Regions from separate parts of the Mus musculus genome. Here all the other regions are linked to region 3. The links are chromatin contacts, called in public HiChIP or PLAC-seq and promoter capture Hi-C maps. All regions are on one chromosome and are shown on one strand. The core of a region is the stretch at or near the end of the contact, and the rest is flanking DNA. Distances in the headings are between cores, read along the strand shown. Region 1 holds the start of Gnptab (N-acetylglucosamine-1-phosphate transferase, alpha and beta subunits). Region 2 holds the start of Chpt1 (choline phosphotransferase 1). Region 3 holds the start of Prdm4 (PR domain containing 4). Region 4 holds the start of Mybpc1 (myosin binding protein C, slow-type). Region 5 overlaps Gnptab (N-acetylglucosamine-1-phosphate transferase, alpha and beta subunits). Region 6 holds the start of Appl2 (adaptor protein, phosphotyrosine interaction, PH domain and leucine zipper containing 2). Region 7 holds the start of Washc4 (WASH complex subunit 4).

Evidence for each region. Promoter capture Hi-C pulls out the DNA fragments that hold promoters and counts their contacts. HiChIP or PLAC-seq counts read pairs in DNA pulled down with a chosen protein or histone mark. Capture Hi-C pulls out chosen DNA fragments and counts their contacts.
Region 1: a promoter capture Hi-C map of pre-B cells shows a contact between it and region 3, with 9 times the contacts expected there. The contact joins the promoter of Gnptab here to the promoter of Prdm4 in region 3. A contact is called at or near these places in 3 of 39 promoter capture datasets (hippocampal neurons, liver and pre-B cells) and 1 of 9 other capture datasets (adipose tissue).
Region 2: a contact with region 3 is called in a promoter capture Hi-C map of adipose tissue, with 4 times the contacts expected there. The contact joins the promoter of Chpt1 here to the promoter of Prdm4 in region 3. A contact is called at or near these places in 4 of 39 promoter capture datasets (hippocampal neurons, liver and pre-B cells) and 1 of 9 other capture datasets (adipose tissue).
Region 4: a contact with region 3 is called in a promoter capture Hi-C map of hippocampal neurons, with 7 times the contacts expected there. The contact joins the promoter of Mybpc1 here to the promoter of Prdm4 in region 3. A contact is called at or near these places in 2 of 39 promoter capture datasets (hippocampal neurons and liver).
Region 5: a contact with region 3 is called in an H3K27ac HiChIP or PLAC-seq map of large pre-B cells, with 3 times the contacts expected there. The contact joins the enhancer-like site here to the promoter of Prdm4 in region 3. A contact is called at or near these places in 6 of 39 promoter capture datasets (the 3T3-L1 cell line, the C10 cell line, hippocampal neurons and 2 more) and 1 of 115 datasets of contacts at active chromatin or transcription factors (large pre-B cells).
Region 6: a contact with region 3 is called in a promoter capture Hi-C map of liver, with 9 times the contacts expected there. The contact joins the promoter of Appl2 here to the promoter of Prdm4 in region 3. A contact is called at or near these places in 2 of 39 promoter capture datasets (hippocampal neurons and liver).
Region 7: a promoter capture Hi-C map of liver shows a contact between it and region 3, with 16 times the contacts expected there. The contact joins the promoter of Washc4 here to the promoter of Prdm4 in region 3. A contact is called at or near these places in 3 of 39 promoter capture datasets (hippocampal neurons and liver), 1 of 115 datasets of contacts at active chromatin or transcription factors (astrocytes) and 2 of 9 other capture datasets (adipose tissue and liver).

What each region holds. Positions count from the first base shown.
Region 1 is chr10:88,378,001-88,380,700 of GRCm38.p6, reverse strand. It overlaps Gnptab (N-acetylglucosamine-1-phosphate transferase, alpha and beta subunits), which reads right to left and starts at 1,433. Exons shown (of 21, transcript NM_001004164.3): 1 at 1,166-1,433. The coding sequence starts at 1,282. It overlaps Gm40733 (predicted gene, 40733), which reads left to right and starts at 1,637. Exons shown (of 5, transcript NR_168608.1): 1 at 1,637-1,686.
Region 2 is chr10:88,502,591-88,505,318 of GRCm38.p6, reverse strand. It overlaps Chpt1 (choline phosphotransferase 1), which reads left to right and starts at 1,349. Exons shown (of 8, transcript NM_144807.3): 1 at 1,349-1,734. The coding sequence starts at 1,462.
Region 3 is chr10:85,915,567-85,918,340 of GRCm38.p6, reverse strand. It overlaps Prdm4 (PR domain containing 4), which reads left to right and starts at 1,355. Exons shown (of 12, transcript NM_001302886.1): 1 at 1,355-1,533; 2 at 1,612-1,817.
Region 4 is chr10:88,603,704-88,606,403 of GRCm38.p6, reverse strand. It overlaps Mybpc1 (myosin binding protein C, slow-type), which reads left to right and starts at 1,252. Exons shown (of 29, transcript NM_175418.5): 1 at 1,252-1,503. The coding sequence starts at 1,479.
Region 5 is chr10:88,419,548-88,422,247 of GRCm38.p6, reverse strand. Gnptab (N-acetylglucosamine-1-phosphate transferase, alpha and beta subunits) reads right to left here. Exons shown (of 21, transcript NM_001004164.3): 7 at 2,688-2,700. Among named protein-coding and RNA genes, the nearest start is that of Sycp3, 39 kb to the left of the region's middle. Within about 2 kb of position 1,382, at least 107 of the 459 cell types and tissues checked have an H3K27ac peak or open chromatin away from gene starts, as enhancers often do. A contact at or near this core is called in pre-B cells, where this site is marked.
Region 6 is chr10:83,647,113-83,649,990 of GRCm38.p6, reverse strand. It overlaps Appl2 (adaptor protein, phosphotyrosine interaction, PH domain and leucine zipper containing 2), which reads left to right and starts at 1,327. Exons shown (of 21, transcript NM_145220.2): 1 at 1,327-1,463. The coding sequence starts at 1,410.
Region 7 is chr10:83,542,583-83,545,321 of GRCm38.p6, reverse strand. Washc4 (WASH complex subunit 4) reads right to left here and starts at 1,381. Exons shown (of 33, transcript NM_001033375.2): 1 at 1,220-1,381. The coding sequence starts at 1,280.

The DNA.
Region 1 (2,700 bases), core at 184-2,683, 2.5 Mb before region 3:
TAAAACAGGGAGACCATTCCAAACTCTTTGAAAGCGCATGTTTTCTTCCTGTCTCCAGGGGCAGTGTTCTGTTGAATGGCACACTTGTGCCCATTCATTTCTGACCTGCTCATACCCCTTTGCACACTTAAGATGGCGAAGACTGTACTAGACTACCCAAGAATCAAATAACTGAAATTTAAACTGAAGAGTAATGGCAGTCCCCAGAACGTTCAAGGTATGTCTCCAAAGGAGCATAAAATTCATTTAACCTGGCTGCTCACACCTCCCAAACCGGTTGTCTGTGCTCTTTGAAGAGTTTACAGTCTAATCAAACTGCTTCACTGCACATCAATTAAACGCAGTTCTCAGTCCAAGAAGGACCAGCGACTTGATCTAAAAAGTATTAGCATAGCCCATGACGCAAGGGTGGGTCTGTGCTGGCTCTCAAGAGGTCCGGGGCTGGAGTCCAAGATCCGCAGGCAGTCCTAGTCACCTGACAAGGGCCCTACTCTGAGATAAGCACTTGGTGCTTCCCATCAGCGTGTGCATTCTCACTAGTAAGGCCTCCAACCCGCTGGCATGCAGCTGTACAAAACAGCAGAGCCATTATGAAAAAGGAAAAAAGTTAATTTAAAAAAATCTCCCTTTCACTCTGCAAAATTCACATGCAAAACGGCGCAAAATTCACATGCAAAACGGCGCAAAATTCACATGCAAAGCCGCGCATGCCTCTAAGACAAAGTCTGCGATCCAGAAGAAACAGAAGATAAGGTGTTTTGTCAACGGTGAAGGACTAGTAGGGTGGCACCGCAGGACTGGATCCTACGGAGAGCCAGGGAATGAAGGATCACTACAGAAAAATACAAACCCTAGGAGAGAGTTTCACCAGCGCAAGGCCTTAGAGCCAAAATCAAATGGCCAGAGGACTCTTGGGGACACCCTGCAGAAGGAAGGGGATCCATGCGCACGCTGAAGCACGCGAGGCCCGGACGTCCAGTCCAGCTGCTGCAGGCGAGCCGGGGAGAGGATGCACGCTCAGCGCCTGGGACTAGTGGGCCGTGTGCTGGTCCCCAGGCTGCAGGGAAGATGGGGAGGCAGAAGGGAGATTCGGGGTGCCGGCACCGCGGGGCTCAATCGGGGAATGCTGCGCACGCGGCTCCGGGGCTCGGGCTCCGCTACTCACCTCTCCGAACTGGAAAGCCGAGACGATGGTGACAACGACGCCCACGAAGCAGACGTAGAGCCCATACCTGTGGGATAGGCAGGTATAGGTCTGTCTCTGCAGGAGCTTAAGCAGCATCACCCCGGCCCCGCCACCCCACGCCAGGAGGAGCCCGCGCCGCGCCACCGCCTCAGCGAGCCGCCATTCAGGGGCCCCCGGACGCGCCGCCGCGCTTAGCTCACAGCCCCCGGCTGCCGCACATTGTCGCTCCGGCGACCGACGGCCCGCTGGGCTCCACGCCGCGGCCGCCGCTTCCGGGAGCCCGGAGCCCACGCCCTCGGCGCGGCGGAGGCGGACCCAGGGCCCGCAAGGCGCCCGGCGCCACCCGGGGTTGGCCTCGGAGAGGCGGCGGCGAGTCGCCAGCGCCACCTAGAGGGCGGAGGGGCAAGGGCAGGCGCGCGCCCTCCCATCTGCGCGTGCGCCGTGGGCCCTGCCCTTTGGGCCCTCTGCCTTCTGCACGGTGGGACCCACCCAACCAACAGGTAAGCGACCCGGGCTGTCCCCTGCAGTGTGCCAATGGGCAATCCTGATGAACCAAAAAAACACAGCTCCTGCCTCAAGTTTATCTTCGAAAGAAAATTTGAAAGATCGTGGCTAGGGAATGCATATTCGGCTTGTCCCAAATGACATAATCTACTCTAGACGTTCGTACACGAGGTTTAATTGGTTTTGGAAAAACAAAAGTCACTAATCGGGCATTTATCAAAAAAAATTTTTTGAGGTCACAGGTAGGCTGATTGTGGCAAAGCAGGGAAAACTAACGGATTTAGTTACTATCTGAAGCCTTAGCTTTTGATAGGTAATCAATCTGCTTATAAGTTTGTGTATGCAGGGGAACTCGCACGCGTGCGCGTGTGTGTGAGTGCGTGTGCGTGTGCGTGTGTGTGTGTGTGTGTGTGTGTGTGTGTGTGTGTGAGTGTATGGTGAGGGTCACTTGTTTCTGTCCTTCCATGCTGCGGGTTCAAGGAACTGAAGTCAGGCTTGGCATCACCTTAACCTGCTGAGCCATTTCAGAAACCCTTTCAAATACAACTGGGTAGTATAGCTATTGAATTGGCATTGTTAATTATAAAAAATTTTAAAAAGGAACTGGAGTGTTATAGAGAACTAACTAAGTTTTCGGGTCAAATTCACTTGGAGAATTGTTTGGGCCTACCTGGGTCTTTTTGTGTGGGGGTGGGGTGGGAGTGGGGAATTACCCTCATTACACGGCATACTCTCAAATGCAGTGTCTACCACAGTGCATACCTGTTGAGCACTTGGGACGTTGAGGCAAGAAGGTTATGAGTTCAAAGCCAACCTGGTCTTGGTAGTGAGACCTTGTCAATAAACAAAAGAAAATTAAAATGAAACCCCTCACTTTCCTACTTTGTTTCATTCGTCTAGTCCTCAACTTATCCTCTTTCTTCTGAAGCTTTCGTTGGTTTTGTTGGTTGGTTTGGGAATTATTAGGTTTTGTTTTGCTTGGTGGGGGGAGGGTGGGAAGGGGAGGGGAC
Region 2 (2,728 bases), core at 100-2,599, 2.6 Mb before region 3:
AAGTCCAGGAGCAAGATAAAGTACTAGGAATCTATAATGTAAGTGTTACCAATCCCCTGCCCCCCCCCCCCCCCCCCGCCTCTGACTGGAAAGTGCTGGGATAAAGGCCTGCAGTACCATCACCCAGCTATTTTATTTTATTTTATTTTATTTTATTTTATTTTATTTTATTTTATTTTTGGTAAGAGGCCAGGTAATGAATATTCAAGACTTTGTAAGTCATCTTGTGCTATACAACTCCTCACCTCTGTGGGAAGAAACACAGCTATAGTCACAGAACTGAGATTTAAATTATATCAATTCTAACATCATAAACTTTATTCTTTGTTTTTTTTCCCAGTAATTAAAAAATGTAAGACGCATACTTCTGTAGTGTGCTGTGAGAATGAGATGGAAGGCCTGTCTTTTGAGCCAAAAGTTGCTAACCGTTCCTCAAAATAGGTGAGGAAGAGTGTATCCCATGACCTCTGTTGCTTAATCCAAGAAAGCAGAAAGTAGTTTCCAGCTTGTCTGATGTGTTAGAAAGGTGCATACAGATCAGACCCACTACGTCTAGATCAAGTGGGCAGCCTATGTCTGGTTAGGCAATAGAACATGCTTATGACAGCCCCCAGTCCAAATGGGTGCATTGTGAAGTAAGGAGCTGGTGACCTTCCATTATGTGGCAATCGGCCTTCTCCACTGAAGAAACTGTGAAACTGGCTAAGAATTTTCTCTGCTCCAAGGAAGGAGTGTCAAGTGGTCTGAAAAAACAGGCATTTGAGTTTCAAACATTCAGTTTCCCTTTGACGACAATATTTCTAAGATCTGGGGGTTTTGTTTGTTTGTTTTAAAACCTTGCCGTCTGATCCCGCAGTGAGGGGTAACTAAGTTAATATGCGGAGGGGCCTTTGTATATTCCCATGGTGCTTGAGTACTTTCTGATCAGTACATACATGGTGACCACTCCAGGTTTCAGTAGGCGACATTTTCTTGACTAATAAGAGGCCGGGGCATAGACACACAAGTCAGAGTTGTTCCTACCACTCAGTAGAAAAAAACCAGCTCAACCAGGATCCAGGCTAGCCAAGCGTCGTCACGGAAACCTGAGCAAAGGCTGGAGAGGAGGGCGAACCCTTGAGCCCCAATAGAAAAGTCACAGCGGCAGGGCCAGAGCTGCCCTCGACCTGAGTCTGAAAGCGCAGGCTGCTTGACCCCTCCCGGGGCGTCCAGAGCCAAGCTCACTGAGGCCCCGCCCCGGTCCCGCCCCCAGCCTCGCCACCGCCCGCGAGCTCGCTGAGGCCCCACCCCCCCGTGGCCCGGCCTTGCCCCGCCCCCGAGGCCCGGCCCCGCCCCCGCGGCCCGCTGCTAAGTGAGTCCCACCGGCGGAGCTGGCCCGGGCGCTGTGCCCTCGCTCGGCTCTCTCCGCCCCCCGCGCGGGCCGCGGGCTGCGCCGGGTCGCGGCGGGCCCCGCAGGCAGCCATGGCGGCGGGCGCCGGGGCCAGGCCGGCGCCGCGCTGGGTAAAGGCGCTAGGTGAGCCGCTCAGTGCCGCGCAGCTGCGGCGGCTGGAGGAGCACCGCTACACCGCGGTGGGAGAGTCGCTGTTCGAGCCGCCGCTGCAGCTTTACTGGACCTGGCTGCTCCAATGGATCCCGCTCTGGATGGCCCCCAACACCATCACCCTCATCGGCCTCGCCATCAACCTGGTCACCACACTAGTGCTCATCTTCTACTGCCCTACAGTCACGGAGGAGGTAGGGCTGGCCGCCCGATGGTACTGTTCCCTGGAGCCCCCCTTGGGCCTCCTTCGGAGACGGCTCCACTATAGGCGTCAGTGGAGCGGGGAGACCCTGCGTAGCGGAGCATCCTCTAGGTCTCCCTCTAGGAGGGAGGTGCGGACGCGACCAGATTGCTGTCCCCTGGCAGTATTCATTTTCAGCCTCCCCGGGGCTCCTAGAGACTGTCGCACCACTACCCCAATCCTGTGACCATTCTGAGCTTCTCTGGGGGGCAGGGGCGCTGTCAAGGTCACTTACTGCCCCAGCCCTGTCTGCCAATCTCATCCCTGGGGCCATGGGACCACCAGCCCATATTTCGCACACTGGAGATTAAATACCTACATCTCCATGCTAGCAGGACTTGTGGATGGGTTAGGTAAGGCCAAGTGCCCTTTAGCACTTTATAATTCTGTTTCTCAAAGGTGGTGCCTAGCGATCCTGAAATTACTGGTAGCACTGATCGAAGATAAGTTATTTCTGGATAAGATAAGAAACTTCCTCGTTGCTTCCTTGGCTTTTTCATGAAAAACAAACAGGATGTAGGTGACAGTCTTTACAATTATCTAGACTTTGAGATTATAAATACCAACATATTTTATTAGTTGTAATTATATCCAACCTAAGTCTAAAGTAAGAATATTAACATGGGCTTTAGACAGTGGTGGTCAGAAGTGGTTCATTGGGCTGAGTATAGAGAGCATAAAAACAAGGGAGAGTGTCTTGAAACACTATATAGGATAACATTGCAGATTCCATGGCATTACTTTCTTTACGCTCCCTCTGTAATTACGTGTAAATATAGATCGTGCACAAACTCGAGAGTCGAGGTTGGATACCAGGAATACAATAGAAATAGCTCATGTTCTGCATCCATGCAAACACTTCTTTTTAAGGGCTTAGTGGAGCCTGCCCTTTAAAACATCTTGCCTGCCAACAACTGTGTTTGTCACGTGTACCTCCACTGTCACTT
Region 3 (2,774 bases), core at 106-2,605:
AACTTACTATGTAAACCAGAATGACCTTGAATTTCTGACCTTCCTGCCTTAGTATCCTCAAGTATTGGTAGTACTCGTGTGCACCACTATGCCCCACCTCTTACTTTTTAAATGCATTTTTACACATGACAAAACTCACCAATCTTTACTATTTGATCAATCTTTATAAACATATACAGGCATGTAACCATTATCCAAAATGGTCCCTCATGTCTGTCTTTCTATATAGGCAATTTCATCTCTTCACCTATCACTAACTTCCAACATCCATCAGAGCTGTTAGTAAAGTCTTGGCCTTTTCTAGAATTTTATACAGACTTCTAGTCTTTTGTTTCTGATGTTTTTTTGCTCAGTGTAGAAAGCTTCTAGAGGTCTACCTACATGCAAATAGCTTGTTACTTTTTATTGCTGCCTAGGGCTCCACAACGGTGATTCAGTGCAACTCTTTATTGGTTGATGACAGATCATTAACAAAGTTGCAAGGAACTTAGTACATATGTCTTTGTACATACATACATACATACACACATGTATATGTTTCTGTATTGGGTAAATACTTAGGTATGATTAGTGAATTGTGGGGTATGGGATATTGCCATAAATAGACTGACAAGGTGGCAAAGAGGGTAAGGCTCTTTAGTCCCTGGTACCCACATGTGGGAAAGAGAGTGTAAGTTGTTCTCTAACTTCTTTTACACATGCACATTTGCTTTCACATCCACCCACCCACTCATATGAATAAACATTATGTCAAAAGTTGGCTACCGAGCAGATGTTGTGGTTCCAATGATTATTCTAAGTAAGCACTGTGCCTGTCCGTGCAGAAGGGACGGGAAGGCAAAGAGAGAAGAAAAACACCTGCACAAATCCCAACATCATCTTTTATGATGTGGGAGCAGGGAAACTTCACACAGGGTAAAAGAGTTTCAGAATCGAAACCCGATTACTCCTGGGCCACACCGCCGTCTGGCCCAATCCTATATTTAAAAACGTTGTGTTATGTGGATTCATGCTTCCCTACTTGAGGCCATGCCATCTGGACAGAAAAGCAGAGTCTGGAGAACGTTGGAGTTCAGAACGCACCCCTAGCACGTGTATCAGTTCTGGTCTCCTAGCAACGGCGGAGCGATTATTCGGCCCTCGATTGGATCGGCACCCAGCTGAGCTGCAACACTCTGGGTGGAGCGTCTCTAAGCCCGCCCACTCCCGGGGCTCTGCGGTTCTCCACACGCAGAGAGGGGGCGGTGCGTATCCCCGGAAGAGCGGGTCGGAGCGCAGGCCGTAGGCAGGTAGCACGGACGCAGAGTGGCTGGGAAGCCGGAAACGGGCCCGGAGTGGCTGAGAAGCCGGAAAGGCGCCCCCGAGGGTGCGGCCCCGTGAAGGCGGCGGGCCTGACCGGGCGGGGCCGGGCGGGAAATGTTAGGAGAGCTGTAAACCGGGCGCGGGGTCCCGGGAGGCAGGAGCGTCCGGGCCGACGTTCGGCCCGATGACGAGCCAGGCGGCCGGGCCAGTGCTCCCCAGCGCGGGCCTCAGGTGGGCGACGCGGCGGGGCGGGCTCGAGCGGCCCGGGGCAGGGAAAGGCCACGGCTGATCGCTCTTCTCTTCTTCCAGGTCGGCCAGTCCGGCTGCCAGCGCTTCTGGGAAAACAGCCCCGGGCGCCGCCCAGCATGCCGGGCCCTCGCCGCGGAGCGCAGCCGCCGGCCCTCGGAGACGTCGGGCAGTGCGGGGAGGCGCGGCCACCGGCGGGATGTGGTAGCACGTGACACCGGCCCCATCGCGCACCTAGCAGCCGCCGGCCCCCTGCCCTGGACGTGCAGGTGAGCAGGGCAGGTCCCCAAGGCAGGGCCGAGGGAGCGGGGCGGACGCCGCCGGAGACTCAGTCTTTGTTTGGGTGCCTTCGGGCCACACGTGTGACGCGTAAATGGATTTGAGCACCTGAACCCAATAGAAATATCCAGAGTACTAGTTGGTTCCTGGGGTGATTGTTCTGAGTAGCCGTACATTGTTAGCTGCTTGGCACCTCTTTCCTGTCGTATTTTAGCTTTCGCTATTTTAATTTGGAATGTTACTGTAGTATCATAGTTCTTCACCTTTGGGGGTTTGCGGGTTACTGTAGCCAGGGATGGTGGAGTGCGGAGGTGAAGTTTTTAAATTGTGCAAGTCTCCTGAACTAGAAGGTACTGTGTTAGCGGAGTAGTAAAGACGGAGCAGTATTTAGCTGGGTTCCCCCCCCCCCCGCCCCCAAAAGCTTTTAAAAGGCTGTCAATATAGCGGGGAAGAGAAAACGTATTGACTGAAATTATTGGAGCTGGTTGATGCATTTTGTAAAGTGGCTGTATTCCTGTTAGTTTCTTAAATGTCATTTCCAGAAAACAGCGCGAGGTTTGCAACCAACAATTGATCAACTTCGGTCAGTTAGAAACATAAAAACAGCTAAGAATAATTGGCAGAAGACACAGTGACAAGACAGAAAGAACTCAGTATCCTTTAGGCCTTCTTAGGACGGTGATATGAGGTTGGTAGAATGGCTGTGCCTTGTTGAAGGGGAAGGTCCCTTGGGAGTCACTGTGTGCAGCATTCCTTCCTGGTGTCTTCTGTCTTTGAGTACTTGTGACCTTTGGTTTATGGCTGTTGAGGCCATCACGTTTTGGGGACTCACATCAAACAGAAATCTGCTGAGCCTCTGTTACTAAAGTCTTGTTTGAACGGGTGTGAGAAGGTCCAGAATTTCACACGAGTTATTATTGATGATGACATTGTATAGACGTTCAGGA
Region 4 (2,700 bases), core at 3-2,502, 2.7 Mb before region 3:
TAGAACAAGAGAAGGCTTTCTTAACAGGGGGGTATTCGTTGAAAGTGCTGTCCAGCCTGCCTCTCTGACTTCCCGCATAGCTAACTCATGATGCTATTGAGAGCTAGAGTTCCCATCCGTATATGAAAACCTAGCTTGGCACGGTGCTTGGTAGAACTAAGTCTGCCCAGCTGTGCTCTCAGTCACAGGGGAAATTAACCGAGACAATGTGGCTGGTTCGGGACATTCTGTTAAAAACACATGTGGTCTCATTAGTTCCTCTAGGTTTCAGGCTAAGTGACCAAGTCTGATACCTTCTGTGACTGTCTTGGATTATATTTTTGGGCCCATTTGCCATCTTAATAATCACTGTTCTGTTTACTCATGGTGTTCTGGGGAAGCCATTTGTCACCGTGAATCAAAACATTGTCTGGTCTATCTGACTTTCTTTACTTATGTTGCACATGTACAGTTTAGTGGTGTGTGTGTGTGTGTGTGTGTGTGTGTGTGTGTGTGTGTGTGTGTGTGTATTTCACAAAGCTATGAAACCATTCCCACACTCCAATTCCAGAACACCTTCATCATTGCCAGGAAAAGCTTTGCATTCATGTGCCTTCAGTTCTAATTCTACTTCCCCTAGCCTGTGACAATCACTTAAGTTATTTGCCAATGTTATATGTTTACCTAGGCAGGATATTTCATGAAAGTATGGTTGGATAACTTGACTGTATAACCTATATTTTATTGCTGGTTTCTCTCAAGTTCTATTCACATTGTGGCATATCTGTTTGTTCCATTCTTGTTTATATGCTTGTAATTTTAAAAAGAATATCTGTCTCTTGAAAATGTTGCAAGAGCAATGTATCCTAAAATAGACAGCTTTGCTATTCTTAGTAGAGAGAATGAAACAAAATATTTAACTGACTAGTTAACATTGGTGTAGAAATACAATAAAAATTTTTAATCTCATTAACTAAGAAATAAGGAAAATGAACAAATAATGTGGGCATAAAAATGATCTTCTTAATATACCTTAAAAAAAGTTTTAATAAAAATTAAGAGAGAAGCCAGGCTCATGTAGTATGATTTTCATCTATTTATTTCATCGCCCAGAAAACTCCGTGCACTGCTGAGTCGGCACACGCTTCTGTGGAACAGGCAGAGAACAGGAAAGAGCACGAGGCACAGCTGAATTTAGAAAGTTAGAGATGCTCGCATCTGCCACACGAGACGGACAGGAGAGTCCTTCCAGCAGGCGGGAGAGCGGAGCGCAGACAACAGATGTGAGAAAGGTCCCAGAGCTGTCAGGTTTCAGCATCCTTGTGCCGAAGTAGGGAGGCGCCAACATGATTGATGGTCGGAGCCTGTATAAAACCGGTCCACCTCTAAGCAGCTGCTTGTCACACTGACCCACACCATCTCTCTGCTGCCCTTGGGGTTTCTGTCAACCGCTGCTAGAAAGGAGAAAACCTTTTGGAGAGTAATCTTTTGTTGTGGTCATGCCAGAACCCACTAAGAAAGAGGGTAAGAACACCTATAAATATTCTTCTTATGGTCTCTAATATTTATTTTAGTATTTATTTTTAAACAGTTGTCTGATTGTTTTTTAAAAAAAGACTATAAAACAGTAGAATTACTGGGGTACAAAGATTTTAAAAAATGGGTGTGAAAAGACCAGAAGACTATATAATTAACTGAGAAATATCTGAAAAAGTTTATAAAGTTATATTGATTCCAATGATTAAATGGAAAATGTATTATTCAATTTCAAAAGGTCCTTAAAATGCTTACATGAAAGATGTTAACTGCTCACGGTAAGAAGGCTGCATTTTCAAGCTGTTTTTTTTTTAACTTTGTTTCTCTAAATTTCCACCTTGTGTTTGCAGTGTGCAGTGCTTGGAACATCGGATGTTTTTTCAAGCACTTTATAAATTTGGTCAAGTTTTCAAATAATAAGAATCTGTGATATTATTTGTAGTTTTTCTTCTTTTTCACAGAAAGGCATTTGAAATATACAAATAAGAATTCTTCTTTGATTGTCCTTTGGGAGCCCAGCTTTGAAATTTCTTGCTGGGAAAGAAATTTTTTCTGAATATGAGTGGTAGGTTGCACCTCTCCTGAGTTTTGCGGCATACAATCTTAAAATATGTAGCCTTTAAGAAAATAACTAAGAATAAAAACGAAAGACAATTAAAGAGTAGTCTTCATTAGAAGAAAAACTTCTCCTTTCTATAAAAAGATCAGTATTTTAAAATTTCTGGTTAGTAATGGAATTAAATTAGTGTTAGAGGTTATGAAAATAATGAAAATGTACATTCTCATTAATACATTAACTTCTAGTGGAAACATCTTTTATAACTATTACCTCATACTCTGGTTTCCCTTGGGATGACATAAATCTTTCACCCCTTACTAAAGACTGCAGAGGAGAGGAATACCTTTGAGTCTTGAGCCAAGTTTTTGATGAGCCAAGTTTTTGACAAGCCAAGTTTTTGATGTTTTGCTTCTTTGGAACTAATACAAAAATGCAAATATTTGAATCAAATCCGTTTCACTTGGGCTTTTTGAATCTTTTTTTTTTTTTTATTTCTCCTCTGTAAATAAAAGCATACTTGCACACACACAGACACACGTACACAGGCTTAGAGGTGAACATAAAAAACAATATTTAGACTTTTCATTTTTAATCTTGAAAAGTGTTTGTTGCCGTTATTGTGAAGA
Region 5 (2,700 bases), core at 133-2,632, 2.5 Mb before region 3:
AACTTTGTCATTTATTTATTTTTTATTTTGTGGTGTGGGAGTCTGTGCGTGTGCATGCGTGTGCATGTGGTGCATATGTGTGTGCATGTGTGTGAGGATGTATGAACACAAGAGCATGCATGTGAGAATCAGAGGGTAACTTGCAACCTTGCCTTGCCCATCTCCCCAGCCATCCCTAAGGAAGCCTGTGGCCTTTAGGAACTCCCCAGACACACTACCTACTTCCCAGCCCTCAACATTTTTTTCCAGGCTATTCTCAGAGCACTCCCTTCTCAACCCAGGAACAGTGGCTCTGTTGAGGACCCAGCTAAGGTGCAAAGCCCATTTAACTCCTACCTTGACTAAAACCCAGGCGTCCTTGGGCACTGCTATAGTGGAAGTGTTCATGTCCCAAGGAAATGTCTTAATTCCCTCTGTTCTCTCTCACATACTCCCTGGCATGCAGGAGGTATTTGATAAAAACCATCTAGAAAGACTGGGAACCGATGACAGGAACCACCCTTCTCAGAAGGTGTATAACAGAACCAGAAGGGGAAGAATGGAAGGGCCGGAGGCTGGGAAGTGGCTGCATAAAAGTATAGGGACCTGAGTTCTGGTCACCAGAACCCGTGTACGAGCCGAGCAGGCCTGTAAGCTCAGCGCTTGGTTGGGGAAAGGGAGACAGATTCCCTAGAGCTCATTGGTCAGGCAACCTGGCCAACCGCTGAGGCTGAGGCCAAACATTCCATAAGAGACTCCGGCTCATCAGGGGGAGAGTAACGAAGGAGGACACCTGACATCAACCTCTGGCCTCCCCATGCACCTACTCCTGTACACACATATACACACACTCTTGGGAGCAAGGGTTGCCCGCACTTTCCCCTAACAGACGCAGACTGGAAAAACTGAACTCAAATGCGCCCTCATCGGTTCCTACTGGGTCTCCATTTCTCCAAACTCAAGTCACCGCTACACCTTACACCCAGCTGCACACACCACACAGCAGCAGCTGGCAGAGCCTACCGCTGTTCAGAACTGTTATCTATGTCAGTACACACTGGTCACCAACAGGCATGTCAGGTGTTGACAGCACACAAGTGGGCCAACACAGCAGGATGTGAAAATATCCACACACAATTAAGACAAAATAAATTCCTAATTGCTTTTAAATTTTTGATTAATGTGGACTTACAGAAACAGAATCGGGAACACCATTCTTCCCACATAACGGGGATGAGTCGGCAATGGAAAGGACCGATGTAATTTATCGGTCATTCTGATGTTAGCGACTCAGCCAAAGCCAAATAAAGTTTGACTGAAACGAAAGCTAATCTGTCTATAGTTTCAACTGCTCAAATCAGTACTGAAAGTACCTCAGGGGAAGGAGGAAATGCGGCATCTATTTTAGGATAACTGAAGATTAACCACAAATACAACCCAAATACGGCTTCGTGCTATTCCGGTCCATACAAGTACTGCATGCTAACTGATTGCACTTCTGGAACTGTTTCTATGTCAGACGAAGAAAGGCTACAGGGGACAGCTGGGCACAGTGGCGAGTTCCTGGAGCACCAAGAAGAAGCAGAGGCAGGAAGGTTACAAAGTTTGAGGACAGTCTAGTCTACATAGCAAGTTGCCGGCCAGTCAGGATTACAGAGTGAGACCGCCCCAAACAAAAATGAGGATGAAGAAAAGAGGAGGAGGAAGAGGAGGAAGGGGAAACAAACTAAGGGACAAAGCTAGCTAGCTATGGGGAAGAAGGGAACCGAGAAAAAAACGACATCATTCACACAGCGGTTTTCTCACCGTAACACAAAGCACCTTAACCCATCGAAGCCAGGGAAGGAGGAAAAAGTTACAGGGATCTCTGGGTGGATGGAATGACTAATGCAAGAACTGAGAAAGAACTCGCTACTCCCTTTCCGCCACCCCCCACCTTCTCCAGCCCCTCACAAATTTTGTTAAATGGTAAAAACATGAGAGAGCCAGATTTCAACCATTCCAGAGGCAAGGACTGTACGCCTGCTCCTCTAAGACAAAAGAGGCTGTGTTCACCCCCACCCTCCACCCCCTAATGTGCTACAACAACGTGACGTAAGGTCATCAAGAAAACACCCACACGGCTGTCCCAGGCAGATGATTCAGAGAATAAGAAATGTTCGGGAAAAGGTCACCAGCCAACCAAAGTTGATCCTTAGAGAAAGAATGGTCAGGGCTGATGGCTAAGAAATACACTTATATCTTAAACACATTGGTGGCTGGATTTGCTATTAATCAGAATTTCATATTTTCAAACTTTATACATATCTACAACCCCTTATGAATGAAAGCTTTCATAGATGTGCATGTTAGAGTTCTAACTACTTCTACGACTTTCCCCAACACACCCACACATAGACATGTATCACAGACACACACATACAGAGACACACAAAAACACACACAACACACACAGAGTAAGAAAAATGTGAGTGATAAATTATAAAAATAGTAATTTCAGAGCTTAGTTTGAAGGTGCGAATCTGTAATACCAGCACTTGAGATGCTGAGGCAGGAGGATTGCTGGAAGCAGTGGGGGAGGCTCTTCCGCACAGATCTACTTCTGACAGCACACTGAGATGGGGCAGTTGCTCTTTGCCCTTTATGACTGTTGGCTAAACTTGCATGAAATAAGAGGTGCCATGCGGGTGGCTCCTTTTCTGTCTTACCAGCTTTATTTTA
Region 6 (2,878 bases), core at 78-2,577, 2.3 Mb after region 3:
CCTTCTACACAACCTTTTCTTCTTTCTCCAGCCTACGCTGTAGGGTCCTGAGTAAAGTATCTCATTCTCCAGTGTCCCTTCTTCTCACTTTTAAATGACATCACAGAACTACATAATCTATCCTTTCTAACCCCGAAAATTTCATTATGAAATTCTCCATAACGAAAAACCTTAAAAAACCAGGAAGATGAGACCTAATTATATGGCCCCAAATCATTTAGCAGTGATCTGAATATCACGGAAAACACACACACACACACACACACACACACACACACACGCACGCACGCACACACACACACACACACACACACACGTAATGTCTGTGCTCTGAACTGTTTGAGTGTGGGCCTGTCCTGGTATTTAAAAAAAAAAAAAAGAGGCCAGAGGCTGGTAAGATGGTTCAATAGTTAAGGGCACTTATCTCCAAGCCTGAGACCTGAGTTTAATATCCAGAATCCCCATGGTTGGAAGGAGAAAAGTCTTTCACAGTTTGTCTTCTGAACTTCACACACTAAATATAATTTGTCTTGTTGTATTTTTAAATGGTGTGTGCATTTCCTATGGGAGATACGTGCACATGAGTGTGCCCATGCATGTCCCTACGGGAAATAAGGTGCATGCCACAGCCTCCTACCAGGTGCTGAGAAGCAAACTCACATCTTCTGCAATGTCCTTTACACCATCTCTCCTGCTCTACCCAAGCCCATCTTCTAACCCAAATTAAAAAATAAAATAAGAAGACGCCAAGGCTGGGGGTGTGGCTACTTTGGTAGAGGGTTTGCCTAACTTGAAGGAAGCCCTGGGTTTGATCCCCAGCACTGCACAAAACTCCAGTTTGGTAGTCGAAGTCTGTTATCCCATCACGCTCTGAAAGTGGAGGCAAGAGGATCAGAAATTTAGAATCATCCTCAGTTACACAGCGAGTTAGATGACAGCCTGACTCCCTACCCCCGCCCCCCCCCCCACACACCCCAAAAAGAGGCCAGAGAACAACTGCAAAATCTGTTCACTCTTATCTCCTCCCACACAGAGAGAGCAATCTGCAGAACCGCAAGAAGATAAAAGCCTATCGTCCCACCCGGAGATGCGCCATGAGCACGGGGGAGGGCAGCCTCGAGCACCGGGGAGGGCAGCCTCCAGCCGGAACCTCCCGGTGCTGCTGCGCTGGCCGGAGGGGCCCGAAGCCCCGGGATCGGACGGAAGCGTGGTCGCCACACTTCCGGTGTCCTGTCCCGGACTGTCTACATGTCCGGCGCCTGCCACACTTCCTGTTGATCCCGGCAGCGGGGGGCCGGGCTGAGGGGCGGGCCGCGGAGAGTGGGCAGGCGCGGGCTCCGAGCTAAGTCTCAAGTCCCCGAGCGCCGAGTGTCCCCTCCTCGCATCCCGCGCTCCCTCGCCGCCGCGCCATGCCCGCCGTGGACAAGCTCCTGCTGGAGGAGGCGCTGCAGGACAGCCCCCAGGTACCCCCGGGAAGGCTGGGAGGGAGCCGCGGTGCCCCACCGGCGCTCGGGGAGGTCGGGCAGTCGTTGTCCCACAGTAGTAGCTCCCTAGCAGGGTAACAAGGTTTTCAAGCAGTGTCTCGTGCAGAAGAAGGCGACAGCACTATCCACACAGACGCTGCTGGTACTAACGAGTCCACGAGACCTAATGAATGCAGGGGCCGGAATAGGAAGCACAGAAAACCTGGATCCATCGCCAAGTCGACCCAGGGAAGAGAAAATTCCAACATTTGCCCCATTTGTGCCACAGGGTGGTGGTGATGGGGCTTCATTAATATAGTGGAGATGTGAATCAAGCCCTTTGAGCTTGAGATAGTGCATAGTGACAGTAGTTCAGAAGTCACAGGACTTTCCCCAGGGATCTTCTATTCCCTTTCCTGGTATGGCATCCCTAGCTTATTTAAATAAATACCTTCATCCTCTAGTATCTCCGGTCCTGAAAAAACTAGAAAGGCTCAAGCTGTTCTTCACAGTCTCTCCTCTTCTTTCGGGTTTCTTCCTTGGCTCCCAAAGTAACTTGTACCTCCCAGATGGAAGTTTGATGAGTTTACCTACATTTCCCCCATCTCTCCCTTGCAGAATAAATCAAAAGGGCTATCGGTGTGTGCCTGTCTTAGGCTCAGTTCTGAATGATTGTCCCCATGTAGAGGAGCAAGGATATGTAAGCAAGCTGTGATAATTAGTATTCCCATTACTTGGGATTTTGTTTTTTGTTGTGTTTTGTTTTGATACAAGGTCTTACTATGTAGCCATAACTGGACTGAAAACTTGCCCTGTAGACCACGCTAGCCTTGAACTTACATCTTGGGTGCTGGGATTACAGATGTGTTGTTATGCTCAGCCTGTTTTGTTTGTTTGTTTGTTTGTTTTGTTTTTTAACTGATTCAACTTTTTAAACAGACTGGCATGTATTGTGCTAATTCTTCGCAGGCTTCCTTATACAGCTCTGGATGTCAGGTGTTTGCTTTGGACCCCAGCCTTTGTTGGAAAGCATTTCAGCCTTCCTCCCCTGTCGTTAGGATCTGAACATAAGCGTGTGGAAATCATAACCACCGTGGTTGTGAATAGGGCTTTCCATTTGCTTTGTACTTGGTGACACGGAAGGTCAAAGACAGACCGTTTCCCTAACCAGTCGTGATGGTGGCAGAGCCAGGCACACAGACATCGCACAGTCTGGAGTTTTGAGGCCTCTAATGGGTGCGCACCATTTCTGAATGGCATAAATGAGTCTGAGACCTGGGCTGCAGTTCTGCTTCTAATTGTCCGGTGTTCTCATCTGCAGAAACTCCACAGAAAACAAGGAACATGGGGCAGATGGTCTTGAAATCGGCGGAATAGTCTAAAATTATATCTCGTCTGTATGGTTTACAATTTTG
Region 7 (2,739 bases), core at 132-2,631, 2.4 Mb after region 3:
GTAGTTTTCCTACTACTTTTTAAAGTTAGTAAACAACATTATGAGTTTCACCATGGCATTTTCATACATACATGGTTTTTATATTGTGTCCTCACCCACGTCCTGTTTCCACTCCTTTCCCCAGTCCTGAGCATCTAAAAAACTGATTATGTCTAAATAACTGATCATTCATTCCACTTAAAGCTGAAACCCAGTATACCTTCATTCCAACTTTGGTTAGATTAAACTAAAGTAGGGACCTCAGCGCACAATGGGGGGGGGGGGGGGGAGGAGAAGGGGTGGTTACTATCCTTCCATCTAGATTTTTCTTTATGCTGACTAAGACCAATATCTTAAGATCTGCCCAGCACCCTGAACATAGTTCAACTAGATGTAAAGGCAAAACACAGTTACATAGGAATCTGTACATGGTCTAGTATCTCTGTAAAATAATTCATAATGCAGCTGTACTTTATTTTTAAAGGCATTCCTACTTTTGGGAAAGGTATGCATTTAAAAATTTCTTGGGCAACTCGCCCCAATATATCTTCTATCACACAGAAAAAACAAACAAACAAACAAACAAACAAATCAACCTCCAGAGTGTCTCTAATTAGTTTGGGTTGTCCATTTATGCTGAAACAAACTATGAGGCTTTTGGGGTTGGAAGTGATTTTAAACATAAACTTGGACTTGACGTCATGAGGCAACTGCGAAGCAGATCTGATTTTTTAAAAAGTTAAAATAGATTTAAAAACCTTTTCAGCTATTTAAAAATCAATAAAGGGCCGAGAAGGAATAAGATATTCCTATGTTGGTTGATTTTTTTTTTAAGGCCAGAAAGAGCTGTTTTTAGCTGTCTCTGTGGTTCTAAGAACGTGAATCCAAACTTCAAAAGTTGGCTTGAGAAGCAAAGAAAAACAGGAAACCGAAACGGGAACCCAGACTCTTCTAGAACTGAAGGCTGAGCATCTGGGGCAAACCCTGGGACGGGATGGACAACCCGGGAGGATGGCCTCGCGCGGGGCTCCCCAGCGATGGCACCGCTGGCCCGTCACCGATTCCGGGAGGGACGCAGGGTGCGAGTGCACGGCCAGACGCGACCACACGGTCACGCAGAGCGCCCCAGTCCCACCCAGCGGGAGGGTCCCGAGAGGGCGGCTGCGCAGCGCGGCGCCGCACCGCGCCGCCCTCCGTCCGCAGCGCCGCCCGGCCCGCCTCGCCCGATGCCGGGGCTTACTCTGAGAGCCGTCGTCCACGCGGTCGAAGTCCCAGTCGGGCGACAGAGTGTCCACGGCCATCGCCGCGGAACCTCCCACAGACACAGCCCCGAGCAGCCACAGCCGCGACGCGGGCCTCACCCCAGCCGCTGTCACGGCACGTGACTTCCGGCTTCGGCCCCGCCCCCGCACGCCAGAGCCAGTGGACTCTCGGCCCTGCGGACCGCGGGAGCCGCTGGGAAAGCGAGTCGACCGCCTGCTCCCGGCGCGGCCGCCATAGTGATGGCTGCCGTTGGCATCCTGCATCCTTTCCTGGTCTCGCTGCCGTTCACGACTGTTCTCAGGGCACATTCCGTTCCTCGAGGCTCTTTTTTTTTTATATCCTAGGGGATTACTCCCTCAGTCTAACCTGGAAAGAATGGAAATAACCGGGTGGGGCCCAACGCAAGACCCGGTCCTTCACCTGGACACTGCCCGAGCCCTTGGACCAAGATGCCTGTCTCACCAGCTCCCTTTCTGTCTTTACCCTCGCGATTCCTTGATCCCCTTGCACTTCCTGTGCAGATTATTTGTTGAGAAAAGACCTGTGTGTGTAAAAAAGTAATGACTTTAAGAACGCCACCAAGCAATCTCACTACTGGGTTTGCTTTACATAGATCACTATTCTTTCTTTCCTTGCTTTTAAGAAGGTGGGGTGGGAACTGTGTTACCCTGAGTTCTACATCTATCCTAACGTTTACACAAAACGCTTTCTATCAGGGCAGTTTTTAGTATGTACTTCTACGAAGCAGTCTAAATAGCATCAAAAAAAAAATCATAATGTAAAATTTAAGACATCCATACTCTGAACTCCTAGAAAGCTACAAAATGAAATAGGTCTCAAATGGCATTAAAGAAAAAAAAGAAAAAAAAAAAAAGGAGAGGAGTCGATTTTAGAACAATGCATATTTGCTGTAACATCTACAATCGACGTAAACGTTTATTTATGCTCATGTGTTTGCAAATGCATAGGAAGAATTCAAATCTCATTAAAGAAGACTGGATTACTTGAAAACGGGTAGGTGCTCATTAATACAAAGTGGCTCTTAAATTTTTCTTGTGTCTATTAGCTGAGTCTTTTTCAAGCAGAGTTTTAAAGTTATTTGCATTATATAAAGTACCACAAATCAATATAGAATGTTCTCTTGAAGAGCATGTTCTGAGATGCTAAGGTTTGGGCTTGGTTTTATTTTGAGACAAGATCTCATTATCGTAGCTGAGAGTCCCTGCTGCTCCTGGGCCTGTGACAAGGCTATGGAGGGAAACCTCTACAGATCTGAGCCACAAATGAACATCTTTACTTTGTAAAGTGCTTTCCTAAGTGCTGGGAATACAGGCATGTGTCACCATGCCTGGCATTGCAAAGAAATTAGAAAATGCTTTTTTTTTCTAACAAAAGTGTTTGTTACAGTGACAGCTGACAAACACATGTGGACTTAGTGTGTCTCTGGCTTCAGGGTGGCCTATTGGAATTTTCAGTTTCTGTAGCATGCAGTTCTGG